2 separate regions of the Danio rerio genome follow, and region 1 is linked to region 2. The links are chromatin contacts, called in public Hi-C maps. All regions are on one chromosome and are shown on one strand. Each heading gives the region's core, a stretch centred on a gene start, on an enhancer-like site or on the middle of the called end of the contact. The rest is flanking DNA. Distances are from core to core; before and after follow the strand shown. Region 1 overlaps npdc1a (neural proliferation, differentiation and control, 1a). Region 2 holds the start of pnpla7a (patatin-like phospholipase domain containing 7a).

Region 1 (6,829 bases), core at 3,393-5,892, 57 kb before region 2:
CAGGGTTTCTGCAGGTTTCACAAAGTTAAATTTAAGACTTTTAAAAACATTTTTAAGACCATTATGATGGAAATTTTAGACATATACAGGGCTAAATGCTAAGGATTTTTTTTTCAAAAATCTTCAAATGTATTTTGAAGACAGCAGACAAGTTTCATTTCACGCTATTGATTTGAGTGCAGCCAGATCTTTTGTGTATCTAATAATATCTTCAAAAACAAGCTTGTGAATATTCTTATTACGGAGAACGACTGATCGTGTCAGCTAAACATTAGCTTGATTTTAAAAGCAGTTCTGTCTCATATCTTTACCTCCGTCTTTTCAGACACTTTGCAGGACAGATTAAAAGGTAGTGAATGTTAGACCAAGGTGGAACCTGCTGTTAAAGAGTTTACTGATCAAACAGTCTTTGTCTTCAGTCCCTTTATTATTGTTATCCGTGAACATCACTAGGAGTTTCAAAGAATAACTGCATTTTATTAGGATTTTTGTAACACTATAATTCTTTTGAGACCATGGTTTTCCAGCACTTGAGTTTGGGCCAAATTGACATGGTATTTAACAGCCGAAGCGTCTGCGACTAATCATCATCCGGCTATGTAGGTCAGCAGTCTAGCACTCAGTTAACATCCAGAAAGAGAGAGAGGGTGAGAGACAACAGAGATCAGGACATCAGAACATAAACACTATTCTAATTTTAACACCTCTATGACAGGGTTACACATCACTTTAATTCATTCATTCATTCATTTTCCTTCGGCTTAGTACCTTACTTATAACGGGTTGCCACAGCGGATGAACCACCAACTATTCCTACATAGATTTCACACAGCAGATGCCCATCCAGCCCCAACCCAATACTGGGAAAGTTATAAATCACATTACTGACTGAAATAGCATGACTGGTATTTGTGCTTGCTAGTAGTTGCTAGTTGCTTATGTCTTTGAATCAAATTTAAGAATTTGATGTATTTAATTATTATTTTTTGTAGGATTTATGTTTGCGTATTTTTTTTTATTTGTATATCTGCACTCAATTATCTGATTAATGCCTGAAGGCTTGTATTCACTGATTGGTGCACTTACTAAAGACGCCACTAGACGGCAGCATAATAGTGTTCAAAACTAATTTTAAGCCAGTTTTAAAGGGATAGTTCCCCAAAATAAAAATTTACTTGGCATTTGGTCACCCTTAGGTGGTTTCAAACCCTCAACGAGTTTCTTTTTACTGTTAAACTTAAAGAAAAAAGAAGATATTTTAAAGAATGTTGGAAAACAATAACAACTGACTCATAGGATATTTAAAAAAATAAAGAAGCCAATGGTTGGCGTTTTCAGAATTTTAAAATAATATATTATTTATTTATTTATTTATTTATTTATTTATTTATTTATTTATTTATTTGTTTGTCTGTAACTGTCCCTTTAAGGCAAAAAAGCCACATTTAAGTTACTAAAAATGCAAAGGGTCACACACTAATATTTGTGTGTGAGTATTGTTGTTTACAAATCAATATTTGTTGTTTTACTGCGTGTTTACGATTGCAGTTGAATATCTAGCTAGATCTTGCTAGTCTTTAATGCTTTTCCCATGAAATGGCACTGAACATGAACATAATCTAAATGCATTTCAGCAGTAAATGGATTTAGAATTGCATTGTGTAGTATTGCCATAGTTTTAATGCAAAAAAAGGCATCAAAATGCAAAAAGAACAACAATTTTGATCAAGAGTGATGATAATAATAGACATTTGAAGAAAACTGGAAACAGTATTTGTAAAATTCAGCTTTTAATTTCATAATTGACTTATCATTTAGGTATCTGTATATGAACGATACATAAAAGAGTGAAGAAAAGTCTTTATTCCTTCATCTGAAAGTTTAAAATAACGACAGCATTTATTTACTTTCAGTTTATAAAGCATTGAAAGTTTGATTTAAAAAAATAAAATTTAGTTTTTACACATAAATAACACAAAAATGAAGTATTTTTAAAGGCCGAGTAAATGTATGACATTCACCATTCACTTCCATTACAAAGCTGACAAGTATATTATTGAATACAACTCTAAATATAATTCTTTTGTGTAAACGAAGACAGGTATACATCTATGGTTTGATGCTTTGTAAAGTAGGGTATAATTATCATTTTTGTTGCGCTGTTCCTTTAAGAATGAACCCATCAGCAAGATCATACATGTGGCTATTATTGCACATGACACTACACAAATTGTAGCATAAGAAAATACAAAAAGTAGCATAATCTTAATCTTTGTACCTGTATATATATATATCAACTCATGTCATACTAGTTTGAATATTTTCTAGGTAGAAATGCAATAGCATAAAACAGTGGAGCTTGTTTTCTGATCTTGCAGCACTTGCTGAGTCATAACTGGATTGTTCGTTTTGTAAAGTGTAGATTTACAGGGCGGCTGGTGCAGATGGTTTGTCCCGCCTCTCTGGCACCTGCTGTGGCAGGACGGGGGTGTTGGTGGTGTCACATCAGTCTTGTTCCAGCAGGCAGATGGCCAGTCATCTGTAGACCAAACACACCTTCATTACAATAAACTTTCCCTTTTCTTGTAGCTCCCGCCTGTCAGCACTTTCAATACACTGCAGAATAAAGAGAGAGAGTCGATAATCAAGATTACGTACGCTGTATATGGGGTTCATCACATCATCTCATCACCTAACACTCTCAAATCAACCTGGTATATATTTTTGTGTGTGTATAGAACAGTGAATTCAATTATTATCTGAATAATTTATTAATTATTGATGATATTTAGTATTCTTTGCATGTGGATATTATTTGTGGAAGATTCTATATTGTTTTGTTGACTGTAAATTGTATTATCTAGCTTATACTGGATGATGTACTTAATATTGTGTTATTAAGTATACTATTAATATTATGATATTTTAAATAATGTATTTGGTTATTAAACATAATAAACTTAACTAAACTTCTACACTAGAACTGATTGTTGTCATTAATATTTATGGTTAATGATTTTTTGTTTGTTAGAGGCTAACAGACTAGAGCTGGTTGACATAATAAAATATATTATAAATGTAAATACAGTATAAAGTGACAAGTTATATATAAAGTGTATGTGTGTGTGTGTGTCTATATATATATATATATATATATATATATATATATATATATATATATATATATATATATATATATATATATATATATATATATATATATATATATATATATATAAATATATAATTAGGGATATATATTAATCCGTTTTTTGTTTTTTTACCTTACCAAATTTGTAAAGATCGCAGAAAGATTACCTTTCATGTTATTCAAATGACATGTATGAAAGCATTTAGGTTTTCCTGTAAAATAGAATGATGACAGAAAAAGTTGTGGTAGGTTATTCGGGATGTGGTGGGTTTCTTAGAGTATTAAAGGTGTTTACTGTCACTACTTGTTTAGCCTGCATTTATGCATTGACTGTAAGCTGCACGATTAATTATTAAAAGATCAGGATTTCAACACCCACACAACATAAATTATAAATGATAGTAAATTGAAAATTTTATTCAGAAAAATGTATTTTTATTCAGCTGATTATTTCATCATTATATTTGTTAATAAAATTACAGGTTCTAAGATCTGTCTGTTAAACAGTTCTGTTTTGGTAATAAAAGGAAAGCAAATTACATTTGTTTCCTCCTCTTTATGGCTGATCCGAAAAATGGTCTGATACGTGACTAAAAAACCATAATGTGATCCAAACCATGAGATTTGTGATGTGTTACACCACTATACATACATGCATACATATATACTATTATCATATTAACAATGGCAGATAAATATTAATAACATAATCACAACCAGGCCAGTCATCAATGCTAAATTATGTTAACAATATCAACACACACATCCTATAAATGGTCGATATAATTCATATCAATATTTTAAGTACATTATGTTGTCTACTAATACTTAAGCAACTAGGCCTGGATGACAATGAGTTTGTTGATATTGGCTAACCGGTGCTGAGTAATGTATTGAATATTTATGAAATTAGAGCTATTATAAAGCTAAATACTAAGACTAAATATTGTTTATAAAATGTTATGCTTGTTACTACATACTTTTTTATTGAATTATCATTACATTGATTACAGACGTGTTTCCCAGTGATGGGTTGCAGCTAGAAGGGCATTTATGCGTTAAACATATGCTGAATAAGTTGGCGGTTCATTCCGCTGTGGTGACTCCATATTAATAAAAGGAATCAGAAAATGAATGAATGATTACAGGAGTGCTAGGTTAAAAATATTGTAGCAGTAACTTTTATTAAAAATGTCAACACTGATTGATTCCTTTTTATGATTCCTTGAGTCTTTTGATTTAGCGTTATGATTCACTGATTCAACAATCACAGTTTATTCTGAACATTCAGTGAGTGTGTGTGTTGTTCTCTGGTGCGTGAAAGATAACGAGCATCCCATCGACCACACATACACTCACACACAAACACACCCACACACACTCAGACCGTTGCCGAGGAGGACGATTCTCCATAGTCTTGGAATGCAGATTACTGTCTGGACAAGAGAACCATTAAACCATGTGCTGCCTTTGTGTTGCTTTTAGAGCGTGTCAAACAAACAACAGCCTGGCACACTCTCACTGTCAGGACACACACAGCCCAGTCAGCACACTTCAGCACATTAGAAACTGGAGGGTTTGTGGATTTACACAATTTACTCTCTTTGCAGTTATTACTTGCAAGTTCTCTTCAAAATGAAAAATCTGCCACGTTTATTCACTATCATGTCATTCCAATACCATAAATATTTTGCAATATCTTTGAAACGTAAATGCAAATGTGTTCAATCATGTTTGAGAGATTCTTCCATCACACTTTTGAGAATGTGTTTGCCCAAAACTCAGATGATGCATTAAGAGATTCCTTCAGGAAAATAATATGTATGAATTAATCGGTTTAATCCATGTTTTATGAAATATAACCAGCTTTCAAACAAAGTAACAGACCACTTTAAAGCTATTATCATTTCTTTGGATTAGTCATTAAAATGTAATAGGTTATTTTAAATAAGAATAATATTGTTTGGGGCATTTATTTGCAGAAATTTGCAATACTTACCCCTAATGTCTCAAGACATGGAATTGTTTATACATGCATTTAAGTGCTCTAAATAATAATAATCTTATTTTGAAATTGAGCATGTCATCAGTAAAGCACAAATGAACATTGTAGTCAAAACACATACATATTAATGGGAAATCAAGAGAGCTGATTATAACTTTAAAGTGGTCTCTGTTTTAACATTTCTCAGCAAACATAAACAGAAGCTCAACCATCTATACTTGCTTGGCATGAGAAAAGAAGGGTCCTATCATACACCTGGAGCAATTTGGCGCAAGGCGTGACGCAATTGTTTTTGGCTAGTTCAGCACGGCGCAAGACTCGTTTTGACGTTCTGCACCATGCTGTTTAAATAGCAAATGCATTTGCCCTCATGTGCGCCCATAGGCATTCTGATCTAAAAAAGGAGGCGTGTTGAGGCGCATTGCTGGCGCATTGCTATTTTGAGGAACTTAACTAGACGGTTCAATAGACCAGATCAAAGCCGGTCTATTGTCCAGCGCAGAGCACGTTAGTTGTCGCCTTGCTTACACACTGCTTAATACACACAGGGTGTACAGCAATACGCAAATATCTTTACACATGAAAAAGAATTAAAAGATTAAAATATTACAAAAATTATTATTTTCTAGCCTACATAAGTATAAAAACCATACTTTCATGCCTTCTTCATCTCAGGGGGGCTTTTTCAGTTTATTCATAACAATTTGCTTTTAAATAATGTTATTATAATTAGCAGTATTATTTATTATATGCATATTTATATTTGTTTTATTAAAAAGAAGCTTAGATTTGTCCACCTGTCAGGTTTTAGACCATATGGGGCACAGCATGTGTATTTGGATATAACTCCGGTTTTTGACCACACTTCATTATTATTGTTCATTTATTCCTTTGCTGGAAATTAGAACTGAAATTAGAAATTGTTTTGAAACGAATCTTTGCGCTTAACAAACTAAATTAATTATGTATAGGCTAATAGATGTCTGTGCATACAACATGTTTCCTTATCCACGAGAGTGAAAGTTAAAGTAAACAATGAGGAGTCTCATCTCTCATTCTCGCGCTGCAGATGTTCTATGCACTCATGCACTATGTACTTATGCACTTACACACTCAACAGGATAGTATATGTATGTAGTGTCGTCCCAAATAGCACACTAATGTGTTTTTACTAAGCGGAAATTCAAACCGTTTCCCTGATGACGTTTGACGGTCGCCAAATCATTGAAATAAACGACCGAATTATCAAATAATACCTGCCGTGAGTATTGCTGCATTCACCATCGGGAGGCGCTAAAATCACTCTCGTAGGAGAATTTTGCTTTCACCATCAAAAATAAATAAAGTTATTCAACATGTGCGTCTGATAGCTCCGCCCCTTCCGCTACGTAAGCAAACCTGTGGTCATTGAGTGCGTGAAGTGTCCATCATTACACACTTCATTTTAGCGGCTGAATGAGTGCATCATCCGGGTAATTAAAGTGCACTTATTATTTTTAGAGTTTTCAGTGTGAACACACTACTTATTCTATTTATACTACAAAATGGCGTAGAATAGTGCATAAGTATGCGATTTGGGACGCAGCTTCTGATTGGCTTATTCTTAAAACACACCTATAACTCATTAAGAGAATAAGCTCAACCCTGTAAGACCATGGGCCACGACGCAAAGT
Region 2 (7,282 bases), core at 1,474-3,973:
TGGATGCATGGATGGATGGATGGATATGTCAATAGATGGATAGATGGACAGATAGATGTGTCAATAAATATAACGATAGACAGACAGACAGACAGACAGACAGAGACAGACAGACAGACAGACAGACAGACAGACAGACAGACAGACAGATAGATAGATAGATAGATAGATAGATAGATAGATAGATAGATAGATAGATAGATAGATAGATAGATAGATAGATAGATAGATAGATAGATAGATAGATAGATAGAAAAGAAAGAAAGATGTAACAATGGAGGAATGGATTGATTAGAATGTCATCACTTTAATGTTGAATCTTTCAGTGCTGGAGAAGAAGTTTCTAAAGAGCTTGATGAAGTTGGATCAGTACCTGTTAACTCCCCTTCCTCATGAACTGGACCAGAATCCAGAGTTATCGACGTCCACTAGACACTACCTGGACGGAAATGCACTCTCTCTTGCTGACTGCAACCTGCTTCCAAAACTACACATCGTCAAGGTCATTTTTCCCACCCCTTAGACAATAAATGCATTCAATTTGAAAATTATAGAGCTGATATAGTTAATTTTAATTACTGGTCATTAAACTTCATCTTGCTTAAAGATCTCAATTCTTTATCGACTTTTTAGGTGGTGTGCAAAAAGTACAGAGGTTTTGAGATTCCTGCAGAGCTAAAAGGCCTTTCAAAGTATTTGGACAAAGCATACAAGGAGGATGTTTTCCACCTGACGTGCCCCAAAGATAAGGAGATCCTTCTTGCCTACAGTTCAGTGGCCAAATATCTTAACAAGTAGAACTGGACTTCAAAGAGGGCGGAGGACAAAGAGTGTGTGGACTTTTTTTTTTTTGTGTAAATCTTTTCTTGTGTTTGCTCCAAAAACAGCCTTCAATATGTATGCTCTTAATGGGAATCATTATATATGGGTGGAGGTTGTTTTTGTTAGTTTTTCATTTAAAAACCACAACTTGTGAATATCAGATGCCTGCCCTGCTTGTTGCTGCCATTTTTAGTATTTAAAAGTGTGTCGCTTGTGTCTGTGGTTTTGATGGCTTGCGTTTGTATGATAGCCACTCGTTTAGAAACATCTGCGAATGTTGTCTTTGAAGGCCATATGAAATGAGACATGTAATTGGTTTGAAATTCTACCCCATGAGAAAAAAATAAGACAAAGCACTAGACAACTTCTACAAGGATGTTATTGATTTCAGGTGGCATTATTGTTTATAAGGATCTTCTCTTGTAACGTCCAGTGTGTATGAAACATCATGCAAACAAATAAAATTGCTATAAAAGATCAGAGATATGTTTGATTGTCTTTGGTTGAGCTAACAAAGGCAAAAATGGATAGTGAAATTACTTTTCCTTTGTCAAAAATACAAAAATAATAGGTCTAGTTATATTGTATATATGAAAAAATGATATGCTGTTAAACAATTACTATAATAATAATATGAAAGTAACAAATGCATAGAATTTAAGGCACTGCTGATCTACTGAGATTTTCAATCCCAACCACCTCTAGGGTTTACAGAGAATGGTCCGAAAATATACAGTGAGCAGCAGTTCTGGTGGGCAAATGCCTTGTTGATGCCAGAGGTCAGAGGAGAATGGCCACACTGGTTCGAGATTATAGAAAGGCAACAGTAACACAAATTACCACGTTACAACCGAGGTATTCAGAAGAGCATCTCTGAAGCGTCACAACACGTCACACCTTGAGGCAGATGGGCTACAGCAGCAGAAAATAACATCGGGGGCCACTCCTGTCAGCTAAGAACAAAATTGGACAATAGAAGATTGGAAAAACATTGCCTGGTCTGATCAGTCTCGATTTCTGATTTCTTCGGATAGTAGGGTAAGGGTCAGAATTTGGCATCAACGTCATGAAAGCATGGATCCATCCTGCCTTCTATCAACGGTTCAGGCTGGTGGTGTTGGTGTAATGATGTGGGGGATATTTTCTTGGCACACTTTGGGCCCATAAGTACCAACTGAGCATTGTGTCAGCAGCCTACCAGAGTATTGTAGCTGACCATGTCCAGCCCTTTATGACTACAGTGTACCCATCTTCTGATTGCCACTTCTAGCAGGGTAACGTGCCATGTCATAAAGCTTGAATCACCTCAGACTGGTTTCTTCTTCAATCCAATAGAGCACCTTTGGGATGTGGTGGAAGGGGAGATTCACATCATGGATGGACAGTTAACAAATCTGCAGGAACTGCATGACGCTATCACTTAATATGGACCAAAATCTCTGAGGAATATTTCCAGTATCTTGTTAAATCTATGCCACGAAGCATTCAGGCAGTTCTGAAGACAAAAGGAGGTCCAACCCGTTATAAGTAAGGTGTACCTAATAAAGCGGCAAGAGAGTGTATTTTGTAAATATGTACAATTCTTTTATTATTTTTGATTATAATTAAGCTTTTTTGAATAAGCATAATCGTTTGACAAGCACTAAACATTTTTTTTACAGATGACAAAATAATATCATGACGGTTTATCATTTTGTATAATTATCACCAAAGGTGGCATTAATAGCTGAATGTTACTTTGTTTTTTAATTACAGTAGCATTTTAAAGATCTGCATAATTATCGGTACACATTCACTATCTATGTGTGTTGTTTTGCATTTACACCAAATACGATTAATCAAACAACAGCGATTCTGATTGGACTCTTGATATTATTTGCAACCAATGAAATCGCACGTCACTGCCAAGCGAAGGACTGTCAAGGCGACAGCAGAGATTTGATTTCATGGGGCGAAAAAAGAAGCTCCCAAAGTTTGCGAAGGAGTGAGATGTGTGTGGAAATGGCAAGAAAGTGACCCGGCCGGCAGCTGTGCCACAAACCAATGCTTTAAAACGGAATTATTCAGCACCAGTCTTCAATTTCGCTGTCTTAAGTGAGTAAACTACTGTATGCTAGCTAATTAGCATTTCACTCTGTCACGTATAAACCACCTGCTGAAGAGCTGTTTTGTAAGATATTTATGCTTTATTTGTATATTTGTGCAGCTGCTCTGAAAATAATCCATAATTATTGTCAGTTTATAAAGGTTATCATGTTTGTTTACATTTTAAATGGCTACAACGCCCATAAAGCTAATGCATGTCGTCACTTACTCAATGACAACAAACACTGAATCATATTTGCCTAGCATGAGTATTTTCCATCGGATTATCTTAAGAAATATGTTAAGCTCAGTTTAAACAGAAGTTCGTCTGTCAACACTTTGCAGTTCAGACCTGTTGATATTTCTTGAATGTATGACCGCTTGTTGGCATGTTTTAAAAACTAAATTCTCTTCTTTTTAGATATGGGAGAAGAGGATGAAGGTCTTTGCCTGTATCCTGTGAGTATCAAGCGTTTCTATCATTTGTTTGTTTGAACATGGGAATATATAATCAGAATTTTTTGCCTTCTTTTGATCGTTTGTTAATCAAACCTGGCTCATTGAAAACGAACAGCACGTTGTTATTCATAATGGCAAATATGTTTAGAATGACATTAGTTTAAGTTATTGTATTTTCATTATTCATTACAAAGAGGAGTGCTGGATTAGTTGTTGAAGTTTTTTTTTTTTTTTTTTTTTTTTTTTTTTTTTTTTGCTCAAAGGGGAAGTGCTGTTGTATTTTTGTTCAAGACCGGAAAAACCTGAACAAACTCTGGCCCCTTTTAATCTTGTTTGAGTTCAAAGATATGGCTTGGATTTAAAAATAAATAAAATAAATAAATAATCATGAATTCAAAGAAACCCCAGCATGAGCAAAACTGCATTGTTCTGTGTAATGTGTAAATAAATTCATAGTGTCTGCGAGTTTGAAGTTTTTTTTTTTTTTTAAGCAAAAAAGTTATCAGTACAAAAATGTATTTTTTTAAATTTGAAGCTTTGTTAATAAAATGTGTGTTGACTATAAATGTGTGTTCAATATAAATGTGCTTTTAGAAAATTTCTGACATTTTTATGATTTTTTACTCCGTGTTAAGAGCTGCTCACACCAAGCATTCTAACGATAAAGACATTCTTCTAAAAATCATTCTGAATGTGAAACAAACAACTGCAGAGTACAGACCACGGCTGTAACAATAAACAATATAGAAAAAGAAACTGAAAGATACTATATTGTTGGGATCATTTTCAGAACGTTTTTCTTTTTCAGCTAATGATAAAATACTGACAGTCAATCAGAATCCATGTTAGAAATAAAAAAAAGCAATTTTAAAAATACAGATGACGTTGTGGAAAAAGCTCTCAGCTTTATGTTAATCTATTTTCTATGTTAAGAAAAATAGTTTTTTTACCATGGGAGGAAATTATTACAATTATCATGGAACCAAGCCAGGCTAGCGAACTGAAGTATAAAAATAAAAGCACCTCAGGTATTATGTTTCGGCATCGTTGTGTTTTCTCCTGTGAAAATCCTTGGGGAAATAACTAGTGTCATTTTTAGTGTTGGTTTTGTGTTGTTTTTGTGTTAGTGTCATATTTATTGACACATCCATCTATCCATCCCATCTATCTATTGACCCATCCCTCCACACGTCTTGTCTGTCTGTCTGTCTGTCTGTCTGTTTAGTGTTAGTATGTGTTTTTAGTGGGTTTTAAGTTATGGCATCCAAAATAAAAGTTTGTCTTGACATAACCTGTGTGTGTTATGGATATTTATTATGTGTGTACATATAAATAAACACATACATGGATATGTATGTATGTATGATGCAAATTATATATAAATTTAAATACCTATGTAGCTAAATCGTTTCGTTTTATCATATATACATAATAAGTATATCTAACACACAAACATATATTCTGTCAGCACTCAATGATAAGAATTACACATAATTTTTTCTGTAACAACCAGTACAGCGAAGAGACTGCAACATTAAAATATGATGCTAAAAAACATCTGTTTCTAACGCCTTGGAAGCAGACATTTAAGTGATGTTTTGTACAGTTTGTTTGCAATAAAATACCTGCATATTTTCTATACTGCTACTTTTATTAACATTTTAAATATTTAAATTGTAGATTGGCTGATTTTTTGACACATTATTTAAAATATGTGGCTAAGAAATAGCTGTTAACTTTTTTTTAATTTTTTTTTTGTGGGGCCAGTGAAAATATTGGAGAGGCAAGTAAAAATCTGAACCACTGGTGCGATCGGGCCAGTAGAAAAAATCTTTAGCATTGAACCTTGAATGTGAAAACAAACTTTTATTTTGGATGCCATTAATCATGATTATTTTTTGCCCTGCACTAGTTGTTTTAATTCAACTACACTGATATTGCGATTGCTAAATTCATTGTTTGACTAGATAGATTATATGGACTCCTGTTGGTTACAAGTGGTAATTTTGTTTTCATTAATTACATTAATTATAATAGGTGTGTGATTCTATATTGGTGTCTTTCCTCAGGCTATTGGGAGTGACATTCGTTCTCGCCTGCAGCAGTTTGTGGAGGAGAGAATGCAGACTACTATGGTACACAACACAAATTTATCAACGTGTTCCCTAATGAATCCAGTCTGGTATATTTCTCTATAATAGCATTTAGTGCAAGGGGAAGGTGATGAGACTGACTCCAATCACATGTGCAGATAATGTGAAGTGATATTGATATTTGTTTAATCGTATTCGGGTTGATGCACCCATGTTGACTTTTTATTCCTTCTGCTATTGTTGCTAAAAGTATATGCTGTATTACAAGTTTTGATAAAAGGGTAATCAAAAGTCCAGTAGTAGAACACAACAGTTTTCATGTAATAAATGTCCTATTTTTTACTTTCTGTGACTTCTGTGTTGTCTGTTGCAGCTGACTGGTGTATTGATCGGGGCTGCGGTGGCTGTGTGTCTAATAGGAATTACCGTGCTGCTCCTCTACCGCAGATATAAACATGCGAGTACGTTTCACCTCTTGTCCAAAATGCATGCTGTCTGAAGAGCTTGATTTTGCATTGTGTTATTTTAGCTTGTTGCTTTGTTCTGAATGTGTTTCATGTGGTTGTTTGCTACTTTTTAATAGATTGTTGAAACATGCAGTTAGCAATAATATTGTGAAAGAACACTGCAAATGATTATGCAAGTAAAACAACTTTAAATTGAATTTTCTAACTTGAGTTTTCAGCATAATAATCTTTCGTGTTGAGTCCTATTATGCATTCAAAATCTGTACTGTTTCTAGATTTCATATCTGTTTTATATCAATTAACAGCAGTTATAAAATAGTCATAGTTAAATTAAAAAAAAATTAAACGATTATATTGTGTCTTATGTGTAATTTAATTACATAATTTATTAATACATAATACATATTTCAAAGCTTTTGAATTTGTCAATTTAAATATCGATGAGAAATATTTTAGTTAAATAAATCATTGCTTAAAAAAATGTAAATTTTTTTTTAGATATACTGTAAAAAAAACGCTAAACATTGTGCAAAAGTTTTAGTTTTGACACTTGCATACCTTAAAGACACCTCTTATATGGAGAATAAGGTCATGTGAATTGCTCAGGTGTGAGTTTTTCACACTTCAACAGAGTGTAAAAATCCTGATGGTTTTGTGGGTCTCGTCTATTAAATCTGATCGTTAATTTATACTTTCTATTAGATTTAAGTCAGGTGATTGGCTGGGCCATTCTACGGCTCAATTTTCTTTTTCTGAAACCATTTGAGAGTTCCCTTGGCTGTGTTTTGGATCATTGTCTTGCTAAAATGTTCACCCTGGTTTCATCTTCATCATCCTGATAAAGTAGATGTTAGACTTAAGCAACTACAATGAGGAATGGCAAAGGGTTGCTGAATAACTACTTAGAGATTTCAGCTGCTGTCTGCACTTTCACTGCCTTTCTACACTTCCCTTTCTTCATGTGTTCAATACTTTTCCCTTGTGTCATTTAATTTTAATACACATAACTTCATTTTTAAACTAATTAGTTTGTTTTCTTTGCATATATGGATTTATTTGGTTGTTACCAACATCTGGTGAAAACTCAAGTCAACAGCACCTTTACAAATATGTTTTCTGAGAAAAGTGGAGGCATGTTGAATACTTATTTCCCCCTTTGTTTTTGGGTCCAAAATGACCCAAACACTAAATGCTGAATCCTTAAAAAAAGTTGTATATTTTGAGGGTCATAAAGCATTTGTTCCACTAAAAATTTGCTGATAAATCTCCTCAGGGTCAACAAAGATTAAATTGTATTACGAGGGCCAACACTTGATTCTTAGTCATTGTAATGCAGATTTTTTGTTCATGTACATG

Evidence for each region. A called contact is a pair of places that touch in the nucleus more often than the background predicts.
Region 1: a contact with region 2 is called in a Hi-C map of an unstated tissue, with 3 times the contacts expected there. The contact joins the enhancer-like site here to the promoter of pnpla7a in region 2. A contact is called at or near these places in 2 of 18 Hi-C or Micro-C datasets (hematopoietic stem cells and an unstated tissue).

The regions. Positions count from the first base shown.
Region 1 is chr21:15,117,009-15,123,837 of GRCz12tu, reverse strand. All of the region lies in intron 2 of npdc1a (neural proliferation, differentiation and control, 1a), which reads left to right. Among named protein-coding and RNA genes, the nearest start is that of pou5f3, 30 kb to the right of the region's middle. Within about 2 kb of position 4,642, at least 9 of the 62 cell types and tissues checked have an H3K27ac peak or open chromatin away from gene starts, as enhancers often do.
Region 2 is chr21:15,057,800-15,065,081 of GRCz12tu, reverse strand. pnpla7a (patatin-like phospholipase domain containing 7a) reads left to right here and starts at 2,723. Exons shown (of 10, transcript NM_001080655.1): 1 at 2,723-2,916; 2 at 3,329-3,366; 3 at 5,436-5,501; 4 at 5,833-5,920. The coding sequence starts at 3,331. clic3 (chloride intracellular channel 3) reads left to right here. Exons shown (of 6, transcript NM_199524.1): 5 at 327-502; 6 at 634-1,304. The coding sequence ends at 798.